7 separate regions of the Mus musculus genome follow, and all the other regions are linked to region 4. A link is a contact called in public Hi-C, HiCAR-type and promoter capture Hi-C data. All regions are on one chromosome and are shown on one strand. Each heading gives the region's core, a stretch centred on a gene start, on an enhancer-like site or on the middle of the called end of the contact. The rest is flanking DNA. Distances are from core to core; before and after follow the strand shown.

Evidence for each region. Promoter capture Hi-C pulls out the DNA fragments that hold promoters and counts their contacts. A called contact is a pair of places that touch in the nucleus more often than the background predicts. HiCAR-type assays count read pairs that join an accessible place to other places. Capture Hi-C pulls out chosen DNA fragments and counts their contacts.
Region 1: a promoter capture Hi-C map of liver shows a contact between it and region 4, with 3 times the contacts expected there. The contact joins the promoter of Lzts2 here to the promoter of R3hcc1l in region 4.
Region 2: a contact with region 4 is called in a promoter capture Hi-C map of pre-B cells, with 5 times the contacts expected there. The contact joins the promoter of Pdlim1 here to the promoter of R3hcc1l in region 4. A contact is called at or near these places in 1 of 39 promoter capture datasets (pre-B cells) and 1 of 484 Hi-C or Micro-C datasets (CD4 T cells).
Region 3: a contact with region 4 is called in a promoter capture Hi-C map of liver, with 5 times the contacts expected there. The contact joins the promoter of Ndufb8 here to the promoter of R3hcc1l in region 4. A contact is called at or near these places in 3 of 39 promoter capture datasets (the 3T3-L1 cell line, liver and pre-B cells), 1 of 484 Hi-C or Micro-C datasets (CD4 T cells) and 2 of 9 other capture datasets (adipose tissue and liver).
Region 5: a contact with region 4 is called in a HiCAR-type map of astrocytes, with 7 times the contacts expected there. The contact joins the promoter of Kazald1 here to the promoter of R3hcc1l in region 4. A contact is called at or near these places in 1 of 39 promoter capture datasets (liver) and 1 of 115 datasets of contacts at active chromatin or transcription factors (astrocytes).
Region 6: a contact with region 4 is called in a Hi-C map of CD8 T cells, with 4 times the contacts expected there. The contact joins the promoter of Slf2 here to the promoter of R3hcc1l in region 4. A contact is called at or near these places in 1 of 39 promoter capture datasets (pre-B cells), 2 of 484 Hi-C or Micro-C datasets (CD4 T cells and CD8 T cells) and 1 of 9 other capture datasets (liver).
Region 7: a contact with region 4 is called in a promoter capture Hi-C map of pre-B cells, with 5 times the contacts expected there. The contact joins the promoter of Sorbs1 here to the promoter of R3hcc1l in region 4. A contact is called at or near these places in 2 of 39 promoter capture datasets (liver and pre-B cells).

What each region holds. Positions count from the first base shown.
Region 1 is chr19:45,016,629-45,020,364 of GRCm38.p6, forward strand. It overlaps Lzts2 (leucine zipper, putative tumor suppressor 2), which reads left to right and starts at 1,507. Exons shown (of 5, transcript NM_001130526.1): 1 at 1,507-1,602.
Region 2 is chr19:40,269,582-40,272,935 of GRCm38.p6, forward strand. Pdlim1 (PDZ and LIM domain 1 (elfin)) reads right to left here and starts at 2,035. Exons shown (of 7, transcript NM_016861.4): 1 at 1,765-2,035. The coding sequence starts at 1,860. Gm41845 (a long non-coding RNA gene) reads left to right here and starts at 1,985. Exons shown (of 3, transcript XR_877853.2): 1 at 1,985-2,199.
Region 3 is chr19:44,553,018-44,556,706 of GRCm38.p6, forward strand. Ndufb8 (NADH:ubiquinone oxidoreductase subunit B8) reads right to left here and starts at 2,425. Exons shown (of 5, transcript NM_026061.3): 1 at 2,300-2,425; 2 at 1,914-2,040; 3 at 652-751. The coding sequence starts at 2,384.
Region 4 is chr19:42,516,782-42,520,145 of GRCm38.p6, forward strand. R3hcc1l (R3H domain and coiled-coil containing 1 like) reads left to right here and starts at 2,024. Exons shown (of 7, transcript NM_177464.4): 1 at 2,024-2,076.
Region 5 is chr19:45,074,126-45,077,412 of GRCm38.p6, forward strand. It overlaps Kazald1 (Kazal-type serine peptidase inhibitor domain 1), which reads left to right and starts at 1,962. Exons shown (of 5, transcript NM_178929.5): 1 at 1,962-2,111; 2 at 2,539-3,088. The coding sequence starts at 2,557. It overlaps Gm35782 (a long non-coding RNA gene), which reads right to left and starts at 984. Exons shown (of 4, transcript XR_877888.1): 1 at 897-984.
Region 6 is chr19:44,929,628-44,932,807 of GRCm38.p6, forward strand. Slf2 (SMC5-SMC6 complex localization factor 2) reads left to right here and starts at 1,492. Exons shown (of 20, transcript NM_001081225.2): 1 at 1,492-1,823. The coding sequence starts at 1,684.
Region 7 is chr19:40,512,158-40,515,339 of GRCm38.p6, forward strand. It overlaps Sorbs1 (sorbin and SH3 domain containing 1), which reads right to left and starts at 1,579. Exons shown (of 29, transcript NM_178362.1): 1 at 1,214-1,579.

The sequences.
Region 1 (3,736 bases), core at 257-2,756, 2.5 Mb after region 4:
GGAGCTAAAAATAGAGCTGAGAGCCGGCCAGGCTGTGGCCTGGAAGGGGGGGGGGTGCTTCTTCCTGGGGCTGAGCCCAGCTCTGGCAGACCTTGGGGGGGGGGGCGGGGGGGATCGGGGAAGGGAGGATGGCCTTGCCAGAACATGTGAGGTCGGCTGACCTGAGCAGGTCACAGAGACCCCTCAGGGAAAGTGGGTAGTTTGTGAATATGATGTAAGAAGTTTCCAGAGTGGCTGAATCCGGCTGTCATTGCGTGGAAGAGGGTTGGGAGGCTGAGTGTATTTAAAGAATGTGACTGGATGCAAAGGACTGTTGTGCACTCTCCCGTGCACGAAACACCAAGCCTTCTGTGAGTTGGCCTGAAGGATTATGGAATGAAGATCTATGGAGCCACGTGATGGATGAGACTGACTGTGGCTGCCCGAGACTGAATGTGGGAAAGGTCGTGTGGGTGTTAAGACTGTTGTTTTCGAGAGGGTAAAAATATTTGTGACCCCAAGAGAGACTTTGGGATGTCTGCTGCGGAGCCAGTGTAGGTTTGAGCTGTTCGTTCTTGAGATTATTGGGGGTCAGGTATCCCTCCCACCCCCTTTGAGCAGCGACCCTTCTCATAGCAAATGACCCCCGAGGTTCGGCTAGGGAGGCTGGAGCCATGCCAGGGACAAGCCTGGGCTCGCGGCCCGAGGGTGCTGTGCTGGAAAGGGAGTGGGATTGGTGGGGGTCTTGGGGGGGGGGGGCTGGTAAGTTGCTGGAAAGGGCCACCAGGTGGCGCCGATTTGGAAAATCCAAGCGTGTGACCTCCAGCCTGCTGGGGGTGGGACAGACAGCGACCGAGCCAGTCCCTCAACTTGTGCCCAGGAGCCGGCAACTGGAGAGGGATGGCTGACCCCCTCGGCCTCCCCATGGACCGGGAAGCTGGAGACTGAGGAGGGAAGCTTCTCCTAGAGGAGCGGAGGGGGAGGGGCGGGGCTGGCGCCGCGCCTTGGCTCTTTGTGCTGGAACAATGACCAGCTGCCGCTGGCCCTTGGGCTCCGGCAGGGATAGGCGATGGTGACCCGGCTCGATGAGTCTCGAGCCGGCCGAGCCTCCTAACACACACACACACACACACACACACACACACACACACACACACACACAGAGTCGCTAGGCCACTCTGGGAGGAATCCCGAGCGCTACCGAGCACACACACACACCACACTTAACACACACACACACACACACACACACACACACACACACACACACACACACACACACACACACACAACACACACACACACACACAGTTGCTAGGCCACTCTGGGAGGAATCCCGAGCGCCGCCGAGCAGCCCCCGCGTGCGCCCTGGCTGGCACGCGTGACGTGGGTTACTTGCGCGTGTCCGCTCCCCGGGGCGGGAACGCCCCTCGGACCCCTCCCCCCATCAGTGCGCACCGCCCACTCGGGCCGGGCGGGGGCCGGTCAGGGCCGGGGGCGCCGGCTGGGCGGAGGCGGGGCCGAGCCGGGCAGCTCCGAGTGGCCGCGCGCGGGCTGGAGCGGGCGGCGCGCCTGTGGAGTGCTGGGGCGGCCCGGGGCTGAGCATGGAGCAGCGCGGCGGAGGTGAGGGGTCCAGGGCTGAGGGTGCCCCAACTTCTAAGCGATGCGGTCCGGTGGGGAGGTGGCATTCCATAGACGCCCCCAGTTTATGGAAGGAGCGGACTATTGTGGGTGGCGGGGGGGGGGGTGGGGGGACACGACGACTCTGGGCTTTCAGTCTCGGAATGGCAACTCGTGATCCCAGACTGGATCCTGCTTGACTGGTCTCTGGAGTTTGAGTGTGTGTGTTTGGGGGGACTTTCCCCAACTCTCCAACCCCAGCCCTGAGGTCAGAGAGTTGGGACGTGGGCCAGACTCATCTCAGGCCCTGGCGCGGCCCCAGACTCTAGAACCCCCAGCTTACTTGCTGGGGTGGGGGCGCAGGGGTCTGTGTACCATAGTGATAGGTCAGGGAGTGCTGGGGAGAACCAGGGCTTTCTTTTTCCCACAGCTACAAACGCATTTCTCAAAATGGAGCCGCTTGCCCCTCCTTCTCTCTTGGGCCTCAAAAGCGGGAGCCAGGCTGGCTAGGCCTGGCTTTCCTGACGCCTGGCCCTCAGAGCTCAGCTCTGTGGCTCCTCTGGCTTTAGGGGTCCTTGCCTGTGTAGCTTCAGCGACCCTAACTCATGGGTCTGCCTCTGGCTCCTCGTGTCTGAGCCTCTTGGCCTTTGTCTCTTCTGTCTTCTGGCTCCTGTCTCTCTGAGTGTCTACCCCGGCCCTTGCCCTTCCTTCTGGGTCTCACTTTCTGTGTCCTCTGGAGTAGGGACAGGAGTGCCAGCCCCTTCTCACTCCTCACTATACTGTGGAGCAGTCTCCATCCCTAGGCTGGACCTTTTGGGGGCGATCTCAGTACCTACCCTACAGAGAAGTTGCTACACTTCAGTTCCTACCCTAGCTCTTAGCAACTCCTTCCTCACGCTGGACTCCTGTGAGTCTCTGGTCTTAACACTTAGAGGCACTTAGTGGAGAACAATATACAAAGATAAGATGGGGCAAGGGCGTCAGGCACTGTGATCTCACCTTTCCTCAAACTCTTAAGTTAAAAAAAAGTTTTAGGGAGGAGGAGTCCCCATTCACATTGGTGGCTTTGAATGTCACCCAGGTCCTCATGCACTCCCAGAACGCTCACTTATACAGATTGGTCCTGGGGAGCTTTCACACACTTTTCTTGTGTACAGTAGGAATCCATGTAACTGTCCCAGGAGAACTGCAGGCGTCCTGTAGAGATTTGTGTGTCTCAGTCTATGAGAGACTTGACTCAATGGACCCAAAGAAAGGAGGATTTTCCCTAGAATTTCATGCTAGGAGAAGAAGCAGAATGGCTTACTGAGGATAGGTGACTGGAAGATTTAGTGGTATTTACACAAACCTCACATATGTGTGCACAAACTGGTATATCTATCCAAACATTTCTCTTTTTGCCATATAGTGACATCCAGAGCCCACAGATTCATTTGTTTTATACACATTAATAACTGTGTGGTGTGCTTTCTAAGTTACGAAACTCATAACTTTGTAAAACATAAGAATTCACACATACAGCCTGGTGGTGGTAACACACACGCCTTTAATTCCAGCCCTCAGAAGGCAGTAAGAGGTGGATCTCTGAATTCAAGGCCAGCCTGCTCTACAGAGCAAGTTCCAGGGCAGCCAGGGCTACACAGAGAAACCCTGTCTTGGAAAAACAAACAAACAAAAAACAAACAAAACAGCAAAAAAGAATTCACAGTGGGCAGTGGTGGCGCACACCTTTAATCCCAGCACTTTAGAAGCAGAGGCAGAAGCAGGCCGATTTCTGATTTCAGGGCCAGCCTGGTCTACAGAGTGAGTTCCAGGATAGCCAGGGCTATACAGAGAGAACCTGTCTCGAAAAACCAAAACCAAAACCAAAAACAAAAAAAACCACACATACAGCTCGGCATATTTGCACAAGGTTAGAATCCCAGCTCTCTGAGGCAGGAGGATCTGAGTTTGAGGCCCACCTATGGTACATAGCACAACCCTGTTTGGTTTTGTCATGTCCCCTACATCACACACACACATATACACACATGTATGAACGTACTGACATCTGTCTAAACCCACATGGACTGCACAGTTTCATGCATATTCTCACAGATACTGTTCATTTTTTTATGACCCTGTCTATGTACTCACA
Region 2 (3,354 bases), core at 785-3,284, 2.2 Mb before region 4:
AAGCCTTTTTAGAAGCAGCCAAAATGACAAGTCACGACTATCCTTTCAACAGATTGCCAATACAGCCTCCCCTGCTTAAAAAGAAAGTTTCTCAGAAGTGGGGAAGGTTGACAGGTTAATTATAGACACAAAGACGGAGAACAACTGGACTATGAGGTAACTAACTCTAAATGTGCAGAGGCTGTGCCCTCCATGGGCAAGCATGTGTAGTCTGCCTGCCAGGATACACTAGGCAGGCACAGTCGGGTGCAGTCCTGGGCCAGCCAGACTTAGGGTAAGAGGCCCATATTGATGAAGGCATAGCTCCCAGGCTTGAAAAGGTTGGTGGGAGGCTGAGAAAACAGCTCACATTTCCAATAACAAAGAAATTTCTGGAAGACAAGATGGGCATGTGGAAGACCCAAGTCTTAAAACTGGGCTGCCTGCTCATTTGGAGTCGGCTGGTCAAAGAGCCCCTTTCTAGGCCAGGCCCACCTGTAAGAAAGCCTGAGTGACAGCCACTGTGGTTGTCAGAAAAGCCAAGAGGTGGCTGGATGATTCCACAACTTCCACCTAAGTCCTTCAGCTGCTGGAGGCATAGCCATAAGTCAAAAGGACCCACTGGGATCTTTCACTTCCATTTCCATCCCAGAATCCCTCTGAGATTTAAAAAAAAAAAAAAAAAAAAAAAAAAGACACATTTACAAGACTGGAGGAGCAAGTTTAAGGTTAGCTTCAGCAGACAAGTGTACAAAAGAATGGAATGTGGTCCCTCTAGGTCAGGCATCCCTGAGGTTTTTCTATCTCCTTAATTAAAAGATATTTAGTAACACCCCCGGGGCCCAGCGGAGTCACGCGCGCGCGCGCGCGCGCGCACACACGCACACACACACACACACACCTATATGAAAGGACTAAAAATCTAAAGTATTGACTCTCAGTGGGACATATTCCTTGTGTTTGGCCCAAATCACATAGCCAAAGTGTGGACTTCCAAATACCGAGCCTGAGTCTAACAGGGGGTTGCATTTCAATTACGGGCCACGGGTCTAGCAGTCTGCGATTGAGCCACCCGCCCTCCCACAGATAAGACCCAACCAAGAAGTTTTCAATCATCACCACCACACACCGTTAGTGCGCTTCCCCAAAAGGAAATGGCCTTATCGCGAATAACCTGGAGGGCAGAAAGGTGATCTAACCACCTTAGACAGGGAGAGACTACGGAGGTTTATCTGGGGTTATTTCCCAACTCCAGTGTTTCCTGTGAAAGGCTTTACAGAACCGAGAGCCAGCCACGGGTCATATCCGAAGAGTGTAAAATTGTTGTTTCGGTTGTTAGCTGAACGAATCCCATTCGCCTTCCAGGGAACTTTTCTGTACTCCATTCACCTTCCAGGACTTTCTATTGCTTCCGATTAGCTCTCCCCAACTCTTTCACTGTGAAGAGCAAGGAGTGTTAACTCTTGGCGCACAGGGTCTGCGGAGCCCCAGGTCTCCACGCCCAGGCACAAAGCTTGTCTGCTTGCCGCGCCGCGCCACGCTTCCGGGGCGCAGAAAGAAAACTGTCTTTGGCCTTGACTCAGCGCGCACCGAGCCCGCTTGCCCCGGAGCGCGGCGGTTGGGACGGGGTGGCAGATGGCACAGAGCGCTCGGCGAATGGCGCACCTGGATGCGCCCCACCGCGATCCCCTCGGAGCTCCAGTCACCCCGACCTCCATAGGGACGCAGCGCGCCGCCACCCTACGAAACCACCCCGTTCCCACGCGCGTCCCAAGACGCTCTTACCCGGGAAATGGCGAGAGGTTGTTCGAAGTCCTTGCCGCCCACGAGGCGGAAACCCCAGGGACCCGGGCCCTGGAGAACAATCTGCTGGGTGGTCATCGCTAGGCACAATCGGAAGGGACAGACAGGCAAGGCACAGAACTGCACGGCGCGCGGGGCTCCCGGAGCAGCTGTCGGAGAAAGAGCGCGCGGCGGGAGTTGGGAGATCCTGGGACGGGCGGGGTCGCGAGCGAGGGCGGGGACAGATCCGCCCCGGCCGCGTCGCTGCAGCCCCGCCCGGCCCGCGCCTCCACTCCCAGCGGGCCCGCAGGACCTCGCCAGACTCTAATCCGGGAGTTAGGCTCTTCAACTCCGCCCAGCAGCCCCGAACCTCCGCCCGCACCTCCTCCCGCCCTACCCACAGCCTTCTTGCTGCTCCCAACCCGGCATGAAAGCTAGGTGAGACCTAAGCCTTGTCCCCACCTACAGCAGACCTTACAAACCCACGCGTTGTGCTTTGCAAAAAGTCGAAAAGGATTGAGCGAGGTCAGAGCGGTTTACACTTTTGGAAACCGCAGAGCCGTTTAAGAGGCGCTTTCAAGTGATCTCACCTGACGCAATTAGGCGCTTTATCTCTAGTCCCATTTTAGAGATAAAGTCATTGAGGCTGCCCGAGATTATAAAGCACCCCTAAGGCTACGCAACAACTCGGGGTTGCTACTGAATCATTTTCCAGGCTCCTTGGGCCACCCTGGAAGCTTTCCAATGCTAATGGGACTATAACGGTTGGGGGGGGGGGTAGTCAGGGGGTTATAATTAGGCTCTACGAAGTTCCTAGAAACCTTTCCTCCTGGCTGGAGTTGAAATTGAAGGTAGGTGAATTCTGACGTTCCCAACAATTCCATCATGAAGTCCGGGGTGGACCAATGCCGGGAAAGCGGTGAATGGAAATTCCAGGGTTCAAAGCTCCCTATCAGTTTCTTCTGTGAGCTGCCCCCAAAATAAGTTCTCAAAACAGATTAAACCACAACTCATGCTGTCCACTGATGCTTCTTCACCCTGAGTAAAAATCCAACCCTTTAAATGCCTCTAAGGCCACTCCAAGAACGACTTGAATCTGCTGTAATCTGTCTCCAACTTTGACCACACTGGCCTCCTACTCAGAGCTTTGCCATCACGTGTATCCTTCCCCCAGATAACTCAAGGGTTTCTTGCAGATACCATCTTCTGGTTAAGGCCATTTCTGAGAGCCATTTAAACATCCCCTCTAGACCCCCTTTAACTTCCACTGCCTTAATTCTCTGCCCATCCCTGTGTAGTCTATAGTTTACTTATTAGTTTGTCCTACCCACATTCCTAAGCGCTAGTTTCAAGACCTGACGGGTTTTTATCTTGCAAACAGCTCACTGCGGTGTTCCCCGCCTAGAATAATCTCATGATGGATGTAATACATTAGCCAACCTTAGGACCACTGACCCCCTCGTGGTTTTCCTGGTTCCCATTCATTCGGGAAGCTGGACACAGGTTGAATGGATTTGTGAAAAGTGCAGCTCCTCGCGACCCCCCGCGGTCCTGGCCAATCTTTTGCGGGTCTCTGCACAGATTTACATATGA
Region 3 (3,689 bases), core at 1,175-3,674, 2.0 Mb after region 4:
ATTGAGGGGGGAGGGCCCAGCCCACTGTGGGCAGTGCCATCCCTGGGCTGGTGGTCCTGGGTTCTACAAGAAAGCAGGCTGGGCAAGCTACAGGGTACAAGCGAGTAAGCAGCATCCTTCCATGGCGTCTGCATCAGCTCTTTTCTCCAGCTTCTGACCTGTTTGAGTTCCTGTCCTGACTCCCTTAAAAGATGAACCGTGATATGGGAGTGTAAGCCAAATAAATCATTTCCTTCCCAACTTGCTTTTTGATCATGGTGTTTCATCATAGCAACAGAAATCCTAACTAAGACCACAGGCAATCTGGAATGGACAGAGCCTGATACAAGGCTTCAAAGAAGCAATACCCTTCTTAGGGCAATATTCTGAGCCAGGTCCAAGACACACAAGGGCCAGCCTTAAAGAGGAATGCTGGCTCCAGCAAAGGTAGTAGGTCAAGCATGACCCGCACAATGGTCACAGTACACAGGGCTTTGGGTATGCCGGTAAGTTCCATCCTGTGTACCATATGCAGAACTTCAGGTCTCAGATCACTGGACCTTGCTCCCTTGAGCAGAAAAGCTTAGCCAAAAAAGCACCATGTGCACTGAGGAAAACACCCCGAGAAAACACAAGGAAATGAGAGGAAGGGAAGGGTAATCCTTTTCTCACCGGTTCACCCCAGTTCATCCTGAGTTCTGAGTGGTCCCACTGATACCACGGATCCCTCTCATGCTGTGATCGGTTGGGGAGCATCGGGTAGTCGCCATACCTGAGAGAGACAGCGAGAACCTCTGGAAAGGGCTGTGGTAGTCCCTGACAATTCAAAGCCCTCGCCCCAAAGATCAGAAACAAATCGACATATATATAACTACATCACTTAGAATAGAAGAACTTGCCCCCAAATCAAGATGTCTTAGCACTAAGCACAGAACCAAAGAGGTCCAAAATATAGTTAGAGGTTATGTCAAATCCTGAAACAATATGGCCTTATCTTCTCTTACAAAGAAAAGTCACACAACTCAGAACTAAAGGGAATTTAGCAATCAACTACACCCATATTGGTTGGATAAAACAAAATAGGTACACATTAGAAAAGGCTTTTCTTCTCCATAGCTACTATGTTTCTTAACCACAAGTTGATGTATACCCTCATGCTTCAAACACCTCCTTGGAGGTCTCCCTTAACTTGGTTTTCCCCCCTAAAAATCCAAGGTCACCTTATACAGACTACTGCCCAGGCTGTTCTAGTCCACAACAAAGTAAAAAACAGACAATGGAAACTGGACACGTGTCAAAAAAATGATTGGAAAATAAAAAGAAAAGAAAAATGCTAACACAGGAAGTGACGATGATGTTTAACCACTATTCATAATTAACTTTGTTACAGGGGATAGATAGAGGGCCAGAAGGGACTAACACCAACTGAAGAATGAAGGCTGACATGGAGTGTAATCTGCTTAACCATCAGTGACATTTTCATATGCCTAATGGCAAAAAACAAACAAACAACCCCCTCCCCCAAAAAAGCCAGACATACACAAATATAGAGTACCCCAACCTCAGCAAGGTTCTCAGGACAGGGGTCCAGCTCCCGCCTGGTCAGCACCTGAGCCCAGCAGATGCTCAATCTAAATGAAACGCAGTGCTCTGGATGGAGCCATGGAAGAATCTCACTATTCTGGAGTCCTCGAGGGAGCTATGATAACCTCGGCTTCCTCATTTGAGCAAACAGCCTGAGCCAAGCAAAAAAAATGGAAGTCTTCTCGGCTGCAGCGGCTCAGCCACCCACTCCCACCTCCCCCAACCTAGAAAAGCACCCGCACTAATGACTCTGAGGGGTCACTACAAGGATCCGGGAGAAAACGCCTGGGTCGCACCACCCAATCCAACCGCCTTCACCGCTCCTGACCCGAGTCCTCTACCTCACTCACCCCATGCCATCATCGGGGTATGGCTCGTAGTCTTCCACTCGCATGTTATACTTCTTGGCGGCCGCGGCGCGTTCCTCTGGGGTCCTAGGATATGACCCCGGCAACATGTCCTTGGTCATATGGAAGGCTGGACGCAGAGGGATGCAGGTCAGATGGACACGGTGCTTTAGGCGCCCACCCAGAAAGGACTAAGCCGCAGTGACTGCAGAGGCTGTCGTTTCGCACCTTGCCGGACTACAGCAACCCTGTATCCCTTCTTTGGGCACACGAATCCACCGCGACCTCCCACCCCTTACCCCCAGCCAGGACACCTCCGCCACCGTCCCAAGGATGCCTCCATCCCGAAGCAGTAAACTTCAGGCACCCGCTTCCCACACCGTGCAGACCTCTCCGTGCCTCCAGTGGCACCACGCCCCGGGTTGTCCTCTGCAGCCATCGGACTCCCAGGGCCGCAGCCCGGGCGGCAGCCATCTTCACCTTCTCCGCGGTTCACTCTGCACATGCGCAAAAGCGGGTCACGGTGGCTGAGTCGGGCCAAACGGCGATCTCCGAAGCCAGCGCAGAAGTCCCGGCATCAAGCTGGGCGGGCTTTATTTAAATATGCTGTAGAGCCTGGACGGTGAGCGGCTGATGAGGTGCCAGGACAGACAGCAAGGAGAGAAAACAAAGCTACTGCTTACTTGATATTGCAAGTTACTGTATTCCTTTTCGCCTTCAACCGACTGAGGCCCTTTCGGGGCTGCGCCAGCCGAATATCTCAGACCGCTGTGCAAAGTAAAACCAGCCTTCTGTCCTCACACACAGTCCTTTTTCACATTTAGCTCTTGGTTTTGTTTGATCCTTTCTCCAAATCTCTTTCCTTATATACTCAAAGTTGTCTCAGTTCATCTAAATGTCTCAATCACCTCAACCCAACAAATACAAAAACCAAGCCGATTACTGGAGGCGGCTCGCCTGACCCAGCCCCAAACCTCCCATTTTTCAGGAAAAAAAAAAACAGATTTCAAACAGAAAGACCATAATTAACAAACTCTTAACACAGACTGGGAGACATGTTTGCATACTATTAAGTTTTCGTTTTATTTGTACAAGTAGGGTTTGGATATATTACACATTTTGAGTATGCACGTATTTCCATCAACTCTTTAGACACAATTACTGTAATAGAATCCCTTCTCAAATGTATACCAGATCGACAAACACAGGCGTGTACTATTCAACATATAGATTTGGGGAGGCCTACTGCAGTGCATTTTATCCTCTTGTAGTATCATTAGACATCATCAGAATTAATTTGACAGCATCTGCATTTAACTAATAGCAAACCCTGATCTCATGTTGCTTAAAAGCAATGTTGGTATAGGTTATTCATTTGTTTTTTTTTTATATTGTTTATATAGAACATAGCATATTCTTTTTTAAGAAGAAAATTATATGTATGGGTGTTTTGCCCACATGTGTGTTTGCACTCCACATGCATGTGGTAGTGGAGGAGACCAAAGGGCAGCAGATCCCCCTGGAACTGGAGTTTCAAAGAATCCACAGTTACCGTGGATTGTTGGCCTTCATTCAGGTGCTGGGAATTGAACGCTGGTCCTGGATCCTCTGTCCTCTGGAAGAACAGCCAGTACTCTTAACCCCCGAGACATCTCTCCAGCCCCACAGTGTACTCTTATGTGATGGTATATGCCTTTTGTAAAGTCAACACTTGAGAAATGAAGACAAAAAAAAAAAAAATCAGGAGTTAAGGCCAGCCTGGGCTACATAATGAGTCTA
Region 4 (3,364 bases), core at 774-3,273:
GCCAAAACAGTTATGACCTTGCTTCTTAACTCTTCGTGAGTGCCTCTGCTAAGTCTCCGATATACAGCACTAAATATGGCTACTTGTTAGATCAAGTTGATAAAGGAAATTCATTTGAGAGCAGTTTTGTGACGACATGATGTAGGGGTGGATACCGCAACAGATGCCGTGGCGTGCTAGGTGAGCTGGCAGGTGGCAGGTGGGGAACACCATGTTTTATCATTTGTTGATTTTTATGGCACACATAGTATCTTTTGCCAGTGGCCAGGAAAACAAACCACGGGGCAGCAGATATTCAACAAAGGCCTGATGAATGAAGCAAACTTGATTTGTGCCTTGCAAGATCTGTGGTCTGCTGGCTCAGGCCCATTCTGCTAAACTAGTTAACATAGCTCTGCTTCCCAGCATCCCACATTTAGCGGTTCCTGGTTTCCCTACCAGGCCTACCTGGGCATTGGCATATGATTCAATCCAAGTATTTGACAGTTTGGCTCTCCCTGGTCTACTCAGACCGAGGACCATGCTTTGATCCCCAGCTTAGGCTATGGCAGGAAGTAGAGAGAAGGACAGGTTACTTTACTCCCACAATTCCTAGCTCAGCTGATGACGATTTTTTTTTGTTGTTGCTGCTTTTGTTTTTTGCTATGGAACCATTTGACTAGTATCTGTCTCTTCTTAAGGGACCATAAATCCACAGGGGTAGGCACTGGTCTGCTCATTATTTTCGGCCCCAGCACTGGCCCATTGTAAGCAATAATATACAACCATTTTGCTGAGTGGTCAGCTCACCCGAGGGGGAAACTTTTTAGGAAGGCTCACATCTAACCTATCCCATAATCAGATCTGGTAAGGGATGGGAAGGAGAGTAGTGGATTGGGAACTACTATTTTGTAAAAGCTCCAAGGTGTTCACCTTCATTCCTTCTCTCAAACTCAATCGAATGGTGTCTTTACAGGGTTTTAACACAAACACGACTTGATTAAATTTGTTATTTACACAACTCGGCCTTTGGCAGTAAGGACCCCACAGCCGTACTGAGATCAGTAAGGAGAACAGTAATCAGCTAAGAAACTAAGCAAGTGGGAATTAAGTATCTGGCAGTGGAAATAAAGAACAGACTCAAATGCTAGAGAGAGAGCCTCTACAGGGTTTGGTTAGCATTCAAATGTAGATGAAGAGGCATTGGAGATAGATGGGAAGGCAGTGAACAGAGAGGAGAGACACAGTATGAACTTTTCAAATATTTCTTTTTTTCTTGTATAGTTCCGAGATCGAATCCTGGGCACTTCACCTGTTTGCCAATCACAGGGCTATACCATTCGCGCCACCAAAGCGTTCAAGCCATTTTTTGACAAGTCTGCAAGATAGGAATGAGATAGGGTCGTCTAGAAGTTGGGAGTACGATAAGCTAAAGCAAAAAAAGGGGCCGGGCTGGACGCTCCCCTTCCTTATTCTAAGAATTGCAGAGAACAATATTCAAGAGGTGAGTTCGGGGGGGGGGGGGAGAATTACAGGAAGAGACCGAGTCGAACGGCATGGAATGAGGAAGGCAAAGCTGGATAGTGTCATAGAAAATAAATGATAATGTCCAAGAGCTTCAATGACTAATGCTTAAGTTAGACAGCCTGAAAATACTTGCAGTGGGTTTGGCGACAAGGACACTGGCTGCAACAAGGACATTTTCTGCGGGGGGCAGAAGCTGCAGTGTAGAACTCAGCACACACAAGGAAGGAAGTAGAGACGCTAAGTGCAGATTACGCTCGAAGAAACTCGCCCGTGGACGAGGAAAGAGACACGGTTATGATTGAGCAGGACGTGAGAAGATTTGAGCGCTTTCACAGCTGAGGGTTGAGATGGAGGATGGACGATACAGGAGATAGAGGAGCGTCAACGCCCTCCCGCCCTCTCCATTTGCCGGCCCCGCCCCCCACGCGACGCGACAGGGGCTCGCGAAGACTACAACTCCCAGGAGGTCCCGCGGCGTGGGCGGAGCCAAGGCCTGGCGCGCACCCCAGCGGCGAGCGGAAGAGCAGGCGCTTCATGGTGGCAGCGGAAGCGGAGAGCGACAGCGTCCCGGTAACCACGAACCCTTGAACCCGATTCTTTCTCTCCCTGAGCTGGTGCTGGTTGCCCTCGCGTCTTTCCTCCGGCTCGGGAGAGGACCCTCTTTCCTCCTGTGTGTTAACGCTGGTTTTCTTTTCCTCCGGTGACGCGCGGGGCAGGCCCCCGCCTGGGGCGGAGGTTATTGGGAAGCTTCCGCCCTTCGACCTGTTGGAGCCCCGGGGCGGGAGGGCCACCCTCCGGTCTCTTCTGTTTTCTAAGGGGCCGGAGGCCTGCCTTGGGCCTCTGCCCTAATGCTTCTTTCTGGTAGAAATCGTCTCCAGTCACCAGGTAGCGAGCGGGGTCTTAGGACCCCTCTGGGCTGCGGAGCTGTGGACCACCGAGGTGGCTTCGGGACAGCCCGGGGCCGCGGGCGATTCCCGGGCAGTGGCACTTCTGCTCCGCTGCTAGGACCCCCGGGCTATGGGCTGGCCGGGAACAGTTTGTAAAGTAGGATGTTCTTCCTGCTCTTCTCGGGCGGTCCTCAGAAAACTTCCAACCCACTTTATCGAAAGTTGTCTTACAAACTTTTTTTTCGTCGCATCTGAGTTGTGAGGGAAAGAGTACGGGGTTTATAGAGTCTGAATCCTGAGAGGATGATGGGTTGGCCACTTGATGGACCTGTGGTCTTTTGTAGTCCTATTACCACCACCTTGGTTTCTCTGTCTGGAAAAAAAAAGAGGGGGTGCAGGGTCTTTTGTACTATGCTTTTCAGTGTTATGATCTATGTGTGAGACGTTTGTGCTAGAAAACATTTAAAATAAAGTTCCTGTACCCTCTCTTGTGTGGTCCAGGTCAGTTGGATTTTAAAATCAACGGTCATGTCTTTATGAAGACCGGAGTTAATGGTGTCTTTAGAAACTGCGATGAAACCTACAAGTGTTAAAGCAAGGTTTCAAGCGGAGAGGTGACATTAGGGCTTGACCACCTGTGGAATCGGTGTCAAACTTCGAGGCCCATCAGCATGCGACACACAGCCAGCTGCCCCTGTTGCTCGGTTTCCGCTCTTGGAAGCACTACACATGACAAGCATCCCCTAAGACTTAGAGCTCCCGAAGCTTGGTGCTGAACCACCAGTGTCTAGGGTTTGTGGGTTGCAGGCACTACTTACTCATGTAATAATAGCTGCCTGAGCTATTTAGCGCAGGGTTGAGGTGTCTGTAGTTCATTGGTAAGATTGCATAAGGCTCTGAATTCTCTCCCTAGTAGTAACCACAACAACAATAACAAGCAACAGCAGCCTTTAATCCCAGTACCAGAGTCG
Region 5 (3,287 bases), core at 712-3,211, 2.6 Mb after region 4:
GAAGCACCTGGAGACAGGAGTAGCTAGGCTTTCAAACTGCCCTATGCGAACAAACTCCTTTCTAAAATATTATTATTGGGTCAGAGATACTGCTCGGTGACAACAGTTCTGGCTTAACTCTAAAAGTCCCGGGTTTAATCATCAGCAACGCAAGACTACTGTAAGAACGTTTTCAAAGTATAGACAGTATGCATTGTCACGAGTCGCAGCTGCTGCAAACCCACCAGAGGGCGCTCGTTCTCCGTCGAGTTAATCCCTAGCCTCTCATTAGTGACTGCATCTTTCAGAACCAGGGAGTCTTTCACTTTTAAAGCACAAATGCTTCCCAAGAACTTCCTTAGCAGTCGGTCTCGGGCGGGGGGTGGGGGTGGGGGTGGGGAGTACAGAGACAGAAGACACAGTGATTCCTACTAGAGGCGCGAAGACTAACAGTAAACGCCGGCAACGATTAAGATGGAAAGCGTGTCTAGGACCCTGACGCTGGGGATTTTGATAGTGGCTCCTAGGGCTGAAAGCTCACAGTTCCTCATTTAGACCTGGACAGCTCCCACTCTACATCGGGCAACGATCACCGCCCCCAGTTACAGCTAGGGACCTCCCCTAGAGTGTCTCCATTCCTCCACCAGGCAAGCCCTCCTCGCGCCTTTTCCAAAACATCCTGCAATTCTCGCTTCACTTCTGCTCCCAGGCCAACAGTTAACGCGTCCTCCAACCAAGGGATTGCCTAGCACCACCATCGGAATCTGCCTGCCCTCGTTCTTTCCTGGCTTAAAAGCCGCGGGCTTTTCCTTTTCTAGCTTGCCGTTGGGATTCTCGCGACAATCCCGAAACCTCGCGTGAAATTCGCTTCCCGTCTCCTCGGAGTTTGGGATTGCCTGTGTACAGCTCTCTTCTACCTTGTCGGAACCCCTCTGATCAGAGGCAGCGTCTCTGCTGACTGAACGCTCCTTTGAGGAGGGCTCGGCCAAAGTCAGAACTGCGCGGTGACTGCAGTGCTTCTTCCTCGCAGGGTAGAGCGGAGCCGCCGCAGGCCGCGGACGCACGCGCAGTCAGAACCTCTGACGCCTTCTGGGCGGGGCCTATATAAGCCCCACCCTTCCCTTGCCTAAAAGCCCGGTTTCCTTCTGCTCCTCCTCCTCCTAGGAGCTTGGATTGCGGTTTTTGGAAGCTGTTTGGGGGCCGGCGGGGGCGGGGCCTGCCATTCTCGGGGTGGTGGGCGGGCCTCCGGGGATGCTTTGCTTCCTGCCCCTAACCCAAAAGTGCCACCGTGGCGTTGGCGGAGGTCTCCAGACTGAACACTTTTGGCCCCGACATGCTCGAATTTTGCAACCTGTAATCCGGAGCCCAGAGACGCCCTATGGGGAGTCACCCGCCGGCCTTGCTGCGGCCGCTAGTCAGTTCCGACCTCTAATCACCAGGCTCCTCCGCGGGTTCAAGCACCTGCCCTATATTGGGAGGGAGGTAGCCAGATGTGGATGGCAGCTGGAAAAGCTTATAGTCTAGTCTGCGCCCCAGTGGAGAGACTGGGTGAACACAGCTGCAAACCGTGCCCAGAGGAAGCTGGCCCCGAGCCTGGCCTCCAGAAACGCCCATAGTGTTGAAGTCAATTTTACATTGAGTAAAATTTCTTAGCCTTTCCTTCTTTCTATATTGTAGCTGTTTGCCGCTCTCCAGACCTAAATCAGATGAGACAGGACCTGAGGCTCAGCCAACAGTTTGAGCTCCTCGGCCATTCCACCCCTATTCTCTTCTCATAGCCTTTGCTTTCCCAGTGGCGGCGTCTGGTTACGCGGCTCTGTACACTCATTGTGACTTTGGGCTAGGGTCGAAGTGAAAGGCCCAGGAGGGTCCTTGTGAGACTGGATAAAATTATCGGCCTCGGGGCCAGGGAAGAAGGCGGGTATTCGACATCTGGGGGCGGGGAGAAGAGGCGGAGGAGTTTCTCTTTGAATCTTAAGTCTGTGGGCTGCCAGCGATCCCCTGACAGAAGCAGGGGTGGCCTGCGGGTCTGGCTGGCCGTGCATGCGACTCTTCGTTCCCTACCGTTTTTTTTTTTTTTTTTTTTTTAGGTTGGAAATCCCAGCTGTTAAGGGCCTAGTCCAAGGCACTAGGTGAGTCGCTGGTATGTCCCCAGCACCATCACCCCAACCTGAAGTTTTTACATCAAGTGTAGTTTTATCTATCTCTGGGGCAAAGATGCATCAGAGTTGGGTGGTTTCTGGAGGTGATGCTGGTGTGTGTGTGCGCGCGCGCGTGCATATATGTATGCATGTGTGTGTGTGTATACGCGTATGTCTGTGTATGGGTGTGTGCATCCCTGCATGGGTGTTAGTGATCATTCCCCGATACACTCTCTCTTTATTCCCTAGTCCCCAAGACCAGCTTAATCAATTACCAACTGGCATAAACCCCTGGGAATCACCAGGCTTCTTTGTTAGGGCTTCTAGTTGGCTACAGGGTAGCAGAGGATAGAATCAAGCTTTTATACAGCCTTGACTTTATCTCTGACCTCCAGACCTGGCTTCCCTCTCCTGGCAGGGTGCCACCTACGCGCCGATGCCCCGAGTGTTCACAGGGCTTCCAGCTAACTATGCTGCACCTACCTTGGCGCTGTCCTTGCTACTACCATTATTGCTGGTGGTGTGGACCCAGCTACCCGTTAGCGCGAGGCCGTCCACAGGCCCCGATTACCTGCGGCGAGGCTGGCTGCGGCTGCTAGCCGAGGGCGAGGGTTGTGCTCCCTGCCGGCCAGAAGAGTGCGCTGCGCCGCGGGGATGCCTAGCAGGCCGGGTGCGGGATGCGTGCGGCTGCTGCTGGGAATGCGCAAACCTGGAGGGCCAGCTCTGCGATCTGGACCCCAGCGCTAACTTCTACGGGCGCTGCGGCGAGCAGCTCGAGTGCAGGCTGGACGCGGGCGGTGACCTGAGTCGAGGAGAGGTGCCGGAGCCGCTGTGTGTCTGCCGCTCGCAGCGCCCGCTCTGTGGTTCGGACGGCCGAACCTACGCGCAGATCTGTCGCCTGCAGGAGGCCGCCCGCGCTCGGCTGGACGCTAACCTCACTGTGGTGCATCCGGGGCCCTGCGAATCGGGTACGCAAGTCCAGGGCTTTTAGTACCAGGAACCCTGGCTCCCCAAAGGCACTACTCCCGGATCCCCGACAGCGTTGCTCTGTGGTCAGCAGAATGAATAGTTGAGGGAGACCATGAGCCTCAAAGGCTGCCAACTAAAAAGCAGGTTGAGATTTGTTGCCAGGTTTGAGGTGCCTAAGAGCTCTATCCAGGCAGGTCC
Region 6 (3,180 bases), core at 242-2,741, 2.4 Mb after region 4:
TGTCTATTTCTTTCTCTCTTTAAAAAGATATCTTTTATTGCATTCATTTCGTGTGTGTATACGCTGACAGACGTCATAGGATAGCTCACCGCACTGAATCAGTTCTCTCCTTCTGCCATGTGGTCCTGGGTCATGAAAGCAAGTTCCTTTATACCATGAACTATCAGCACAGCCGCGGCCTTCTCTCTTGACCCTCCACCTCCGTCTCCCAAGTACTAGGATTACAATAGGATTACAAGCCTTCCCTAAAAAAAAAAAAAAAACTGGCCGGGTACTGCAGGAAATCTGAAGCCCAAAGGAAAGAGAATCTTGTATTTGTACCAATTACACGAGAGAATCTAAACCTGTTTACATTGCTGGGTTTTATTACTTAAAATTACCCAGAGAAGATGGGCAGTGGTGGCCCACGCCTTTAATCCCAGCATTTGGGAGGCAGAGACCGGCCATTTTTCTGAGTTCAAGGCCAGCCTGGTCTACAGTCAGTTCCAGGACAGCCAGGGCTATACAGAGAAACCCTGTGTGTGTGGGGGGGGGGGGGGGAAGTGGGGGGGACAAGGGAAATTACCCAGAGAAGTGAGTAACTATACCCATTCTATACACATGGGAAGTGAAGTTTTAAATTACTCTGACCAGTTCCTCGGTCTGCAAAAAAACCCAGCTGGAGAGATAGCTCAGTGGTTAAGAGTACTAGTTGCTACTTCCAGAGGTCCTGAGTTCAATTCCACCAACCCTAAGGTGGCTCACAACCTCATGCTCTATTGTCATTCAGGCATACATGCAAATTGAGCACCATATACATAAATAAAAACTTAAAGAAATCCAACCTAACAGCCTCTTCAAAGCACAAGTCCTTTACTGATAAGGAAAAGAAGTCTATGTGCTGCGACTTCATGGGGAAACCCATTAGAGACAAAACGCTTTGACAGAATAAAAATGTCTAATTCAATGACTGAGTGCTCCCCCGCCCCCTCCCTTACAAAACAAAACAAAACAAAACAAAAAAACGGAACAACTATATCACAGTATAGAAGATCCCTCACAGAACGGTCAAATCACATTATAAGAGAAGGAACAGAAAGGAAATGGTGACAGCATTTTGGCCTAAGATGCCAAAGTGACTATGAAATATTAGGGCAGCTGTAGCACAATCGTCACAAATGTTGGCCATCTTCACTACAGACAGCTGCAGGCTCGGTTTTACTTCTGCAAATCTCACCCCTAGCCCTCGATCAGGCGGCTGTCGCCAGCTGTCGTAACACCCGCCACTGCCTCTTCTTTCCCACTCCCACGCACCGGCCAAGGCCGCCGCGGCCCCGACGAGGAGGCGCGCGCCCCAGGCGCACGTGACGGGCCCGGGGAGGGCAGTTTTCAATCTCCCCTCCCCCTTCCAAAAAACCCGCCCTCTCCCGGCAGGCGGAGGCTTTCTATTGCGCTACCACCAGAGTGACCCTCAGGTCAGCCAATCGCGACGCGGCACCTCAAGAAAGGCCCGCCCCCTGATGGTCCTCAGGTTCCTTCCCGCTCACACCGGAGTCACTTCCGAAGAGAGAACCGCCATGAAGAGAGTAGGGGGTGCCGCCCACCTCTGCACCGACAGCCTCCCCGAGTCCCAGCAGCAAGACGGCAACCACGCACCCAGCTTCTCCAGCCACAGCTCATGCCGCCGTCGCCAGCGGCGCCGACATGACAAGGCGCTGCATGCCCGCTAGGCCAGGTTTCCCCTCATCCCCAGCCCCGGGGTCGTCGCCCCCGCGCTGCCATCTGAGACCCGGTAGTACCGCCCCTGCTGCAGCGGGAAAAAGAACAGAGAGTCCTGGGGACAGGTACAGTGCAGAGGGCTTGAGAAGGGGCCGGGTCGCGGGGGCACGGGTATAGGGGAGGACTACGGACGGCTGCTCTTCAGTTCCCGCCATCCTCAGCGAGCTCAGGCCTTGATGTTCTGGGGCCTGCAAGCCCTCGCCCCGCCTCCGCGCGGGGGCTTCTGGGAGTTGAAGTCTCCTTTTCTGTAGTTGAGGTGTTGCTTTTGGTCTAGTGACCACCAGCCTAGATGGCTGCGGAGAGCCCGCTTTAGGTAGAAGGTTGTTTTTCTCCTTTTCGAGCGCTTGCCCTGGGGCCCTCCCTTCTCGAAGCCTCTATTTAGATCGTTCTGATCCTGGTGGTTTCTTGAGTTTAATTATGTAAGATGTGATAAGGAAAACCCACGAATTACTTAATAGTACAGTGTACACGACCATTCATACTAAAAACATTTTTGGAATGCGCCTGTTTTCTCTTTGAGTGACTTTCTCCCTCACCAACAGACCTTTCTTTTTCTATTTCCTTTTTCTTCCTTTCTTTTTTTATATGGTAAGGATTTTCTGGGAGCTATGTAATGATGGAGAATTTCATCATATGACATCCTCTGACAATAAAACATTCAAATTATCTACGAACTTGGTACTGTCTTTTTTTTTTTTTTTTTAAGAATTGGTAACAGACGTTTTAAGTTTATGCTTTAATATTGTAGCACAGATTCACAATCCTTTATCTTAATTCTGAAGGACAGAAGGCTGTGAAAAACAACTATTTTCATTGCTTCCTACCACAGCCGCCTTGGCAGCCAAGCCAGGTTGATCAGAGCTAATATAAGGTTTGTGGGTGGTACTGAGTGTGAGTGTTGATAAGCTTTGCTGGAGAAATAGTAATATTTTGGCTACAGGTTGCAGCGCCAGATCCTGCTGGGGGCTGCACATAATACATTCAAGTTATTTCCCCTCCAAAATCCAATAAATTGAGAATTCTAACACGTTTGGTTCCAGCACTTTCAGATTAAAGGCTTGTAAAACTGTCATAATTTTTTTTAACCAGTTATACATAAGTAATGGATATTTCTGTGTGCTTGAACTTAGGAAACAATTATTTTACCTCTACAGAGTTCGTTTATAGTTTCATGGTTTACCAAAAGTCATTTTTCCATTCAGGTGTATTGGAGAGTAGTATTAGATTTAATACTTTAGGGGAAGGGTATGATGTTAATTTTTAGTAAAAATATAAGTATATCTTGGTTTTAATTTGCTGCTTCTGGGTTCTTTTGCACCTCTCCACTGCCAGAAATAGGCACATCATGTGTCTTCACTAGTATTTCTTCCTTTACTCAGTGGTAGAGTTAATTTACCTAATGTAATTGACTTTCTGTAAACA
Region 7 (3,182 bases), core at 329-2,828, 2.0 Mb before region 4:
CCTCCTCCACCCCTCCCCCTCACAGCCAACACACCTCACCCTGTAGACATCTCACTCACTCACTCACTCACTGAAGGCTGAAGCTATAAAATCTCCCAATGTGTGTTTTCTGTCATTGGCACGGCTGTCCCCTGCTGCTGTCCACCCCACTTTTAATCCACCCTTCAATCACCACCTCGATATCTTTCCAGCCAAAACACACACTTAAATGTAAAGAGAGGTATTTTAAAAAATCAAAAAAAGCATGTGGTCAGACAAGCTGTCCCTGGCCTTCTCCAAGGAAGAAAAAGGACACACCAGTGTTGGGGACTGGAAGATGGGCGGGGGGGGGGGGGGGGGATCAGTCAGCGGCCTAACATGCCTGGCAGGTTCTATGGTGTCTCTAGATGAACATCCCGCCTACTGACTGAAATCAATTTTAGCAATTTCAGTAGGTCGGCCGTGTGACAACAGGGGCAACCCAGAGCTCAGCGATTCAAACAAAAATCCAAAGGCTCGTCCAGAACATGCTGGGAAAACCCTCGGACAGGATGGAATGAGCCGGCTCAGAGGGATCTTCTGCTTCTATGTAGCAATGCATAATAAATTCTGTCCGCCCGGAAAAAGCACTGATGAATTTCAAAGGCATAGTATGACACGCAGAGGTTCCAGGATACAGAAATCGACAGCACGTCGCCCTTCAAAGAAGCATAATGACTTTAAAGCCTCCTTTCCCTCCTATCTCGAATGTCACCACCGCTTATCAGGGAAAAGACCGTGGAAACCCCGGGAGGGACAGCCTGGGAAATAAGAGAAAGGAGTAGCTTTAGGTCCCTTTGGTGATGGGCTGCCCTGCAAGATGCTGTCATCCAGTCATCCAGGGAAGCATGAAGGGGCCTGGGCGGTGAGCGGAAGCACCGTATACCCAGACACACACCCACCAACACGCTCGGATGCAGGCTGGTCTGGGCCAGCAGCGTAGTGCTTGCCCCCCTCCCGCCGCCCTCGGCTTAGGTGATGGAGTGGAAGGGTGTGCTGATGAATGAATACACCTGAGATGCCTCCATCCTGACACTTGCGCCCTTCTTCCTTTGGCCACTGCAGAAAAGACCCTCAGTAGTTTCACTTTCCAGCGCAAACCCACCAGGGCTCTCCCGTCTCCATCCACCCACACTGCAGCCAGGCTGAAGCGGGCGGACATTCCCTCCTAAGCAGAGGCCATGATCGCACTTACCTTCACCTACCAAAAACGAAAAGGCATAAAGAAACCTGGAATCCCCAAACCTCCCCGCGTCCTAGCAACTTTTCTTGAAGGGACGGGGAGAGGGGACACAGAGCAGCCGGGAGACACGGCTCGGCGAAGGTCCCCCGCGGCCACCCGGGGATGCTCTGGGAGAAGGGGGGCCCCCAGGTCCTTCCAACAGCTGGCCCTTTAAAAGCACCTCCTCCGCGCGCTGAACAAAGGCACCGCTCCGGGGGCCCGCTGCGCCCGCCCGGGAGCTGCCGCCGGAGAGCGCAGCCGCCGCCCGCTTACCTCGCGGGTCCCCGGCAAGGGCTTGCGCGCGTCCAGCCCGGCTCGCGCTCCACGCTACAGTCAGCCCCGCTCTGTTTTTCTGCTACTCCGAGCTGACTTCACCGACACTGGGGCCGGCCAATGGGCGGCGGCGACCAGCCCCTCATTAGCATGGCCTGGAACCGTCCACTCCGGCAGCGCCCAGGGGGCGGGGCCTGGCCGGCCGTGACAGGAAGGGGCGTGTGCGCCAATGGGGAGGCGAGGAAGAGCCCGCCGCCAAGCCTGCGTCCCTGTGAGCGGGGCGCGCGCCCGCGGGTTCCCGCGGATGTCGCGCGCGCACCCGCTAACCCTTTCTACCCTGGGCTGCCCGCGAGTGACTCCAGACGCTGGCCCTGTGGTCTCTATAAGGGTTTGCCCACAGAGAGCTTGAAAAGAACAGTAAGCGTAAAATAACAGTGTGTCCTAGCTATAAACAAATTACTTAACCCTGTGCCCTTTTGCTGATCTGTAAAATGGCACCATAATTCCTCTTGATAAAATGTAGTGAATAAAAGCTTGCCAATGGCACTGTCAGTCTGATTATATTCTACCAGACAGTTGCCTAATGCTCCCTATTTTCTCATTTGATTTTCCCAGCCTTGTGAAAAAGACGTTGTTACTAGTTTCTCGTTTTAGTCTTTATTTATTTATTTATTTATTTATTTATTTATTTATTTATTTATTTTTGGACAGGCGGCTCACGTATTCTAGCGCGGCCTCAAACTCACCGTGCAGCCAAAGATGATCCTTAATCCCACCTTCTGGGATTAGAGGCTGCCCCACATACTCACACCCCAGGCCAACCTCCTGACTCAGCCTCTAGAGCGGATTATTGGCTGCACCACTCTGCAAATTGGGGAGAAAAGAGTTTATTTGGCTTACACTTCCACAACACTGCTCCCCATTGAAGGAAGTCAGGACAGGAACTCAAACAGGGCAGGAGTCAGGAAGCTGATACAGAGGGATACCGCATACTGGCTTGCTCTCCATGGCTTGCTTAGTCTGTTTTCATATAGAATCCAAGACCATGAGCTCAGGATGGCCCATCCACAATGGGTTGGAACCTCCCCCATCAGTCACTAATTTTAAAAATGCCCTACAGGCTTGCCTACAGCCCCATCTTACGGAGGCATTTTCTTAATTGTGGTTCCCTCCCCTCAGATGACCTTAGCCTGTGTCAAGTTGACTTACAACTTTCCAACACAACAGAATAGTCACCTGAGCACAATTAATTCTTTTCTGCTATCTTGGGCAAGAATCTTCAGCCCAACTGTGTTCCTAGTTAGCAGGCTGTGTGGTGGGGTAAGAATAGGACCTAGTGACTGCACAGGCAAGGGGAACCCTGTCTGTAAAGGTTGTTAGATGTCAGGGAACAGTGACAGGTCCTGGCTGAGCACCTGCTGTCCTCAATTCTGTTGTCTGTGTATTTTAATTGAAGACTTCTAGCTGTCTGGGAGCTCGTGCTATAACCAAGGAAACAAGAAGCCTCCAGAGAACCCGGGGTCCCTCAGCACAGGGCTCTGCCTCGCCCAGACCTCATCCTGTTGCTTTGTAAAACACACTTCCCAGGCTCTGCTGTTACCTTATGCTACAGTCTGGACAAACAGCTCTCTGGTCTATAAAATAATAAAGCAGCAAGTATGAATGTGCC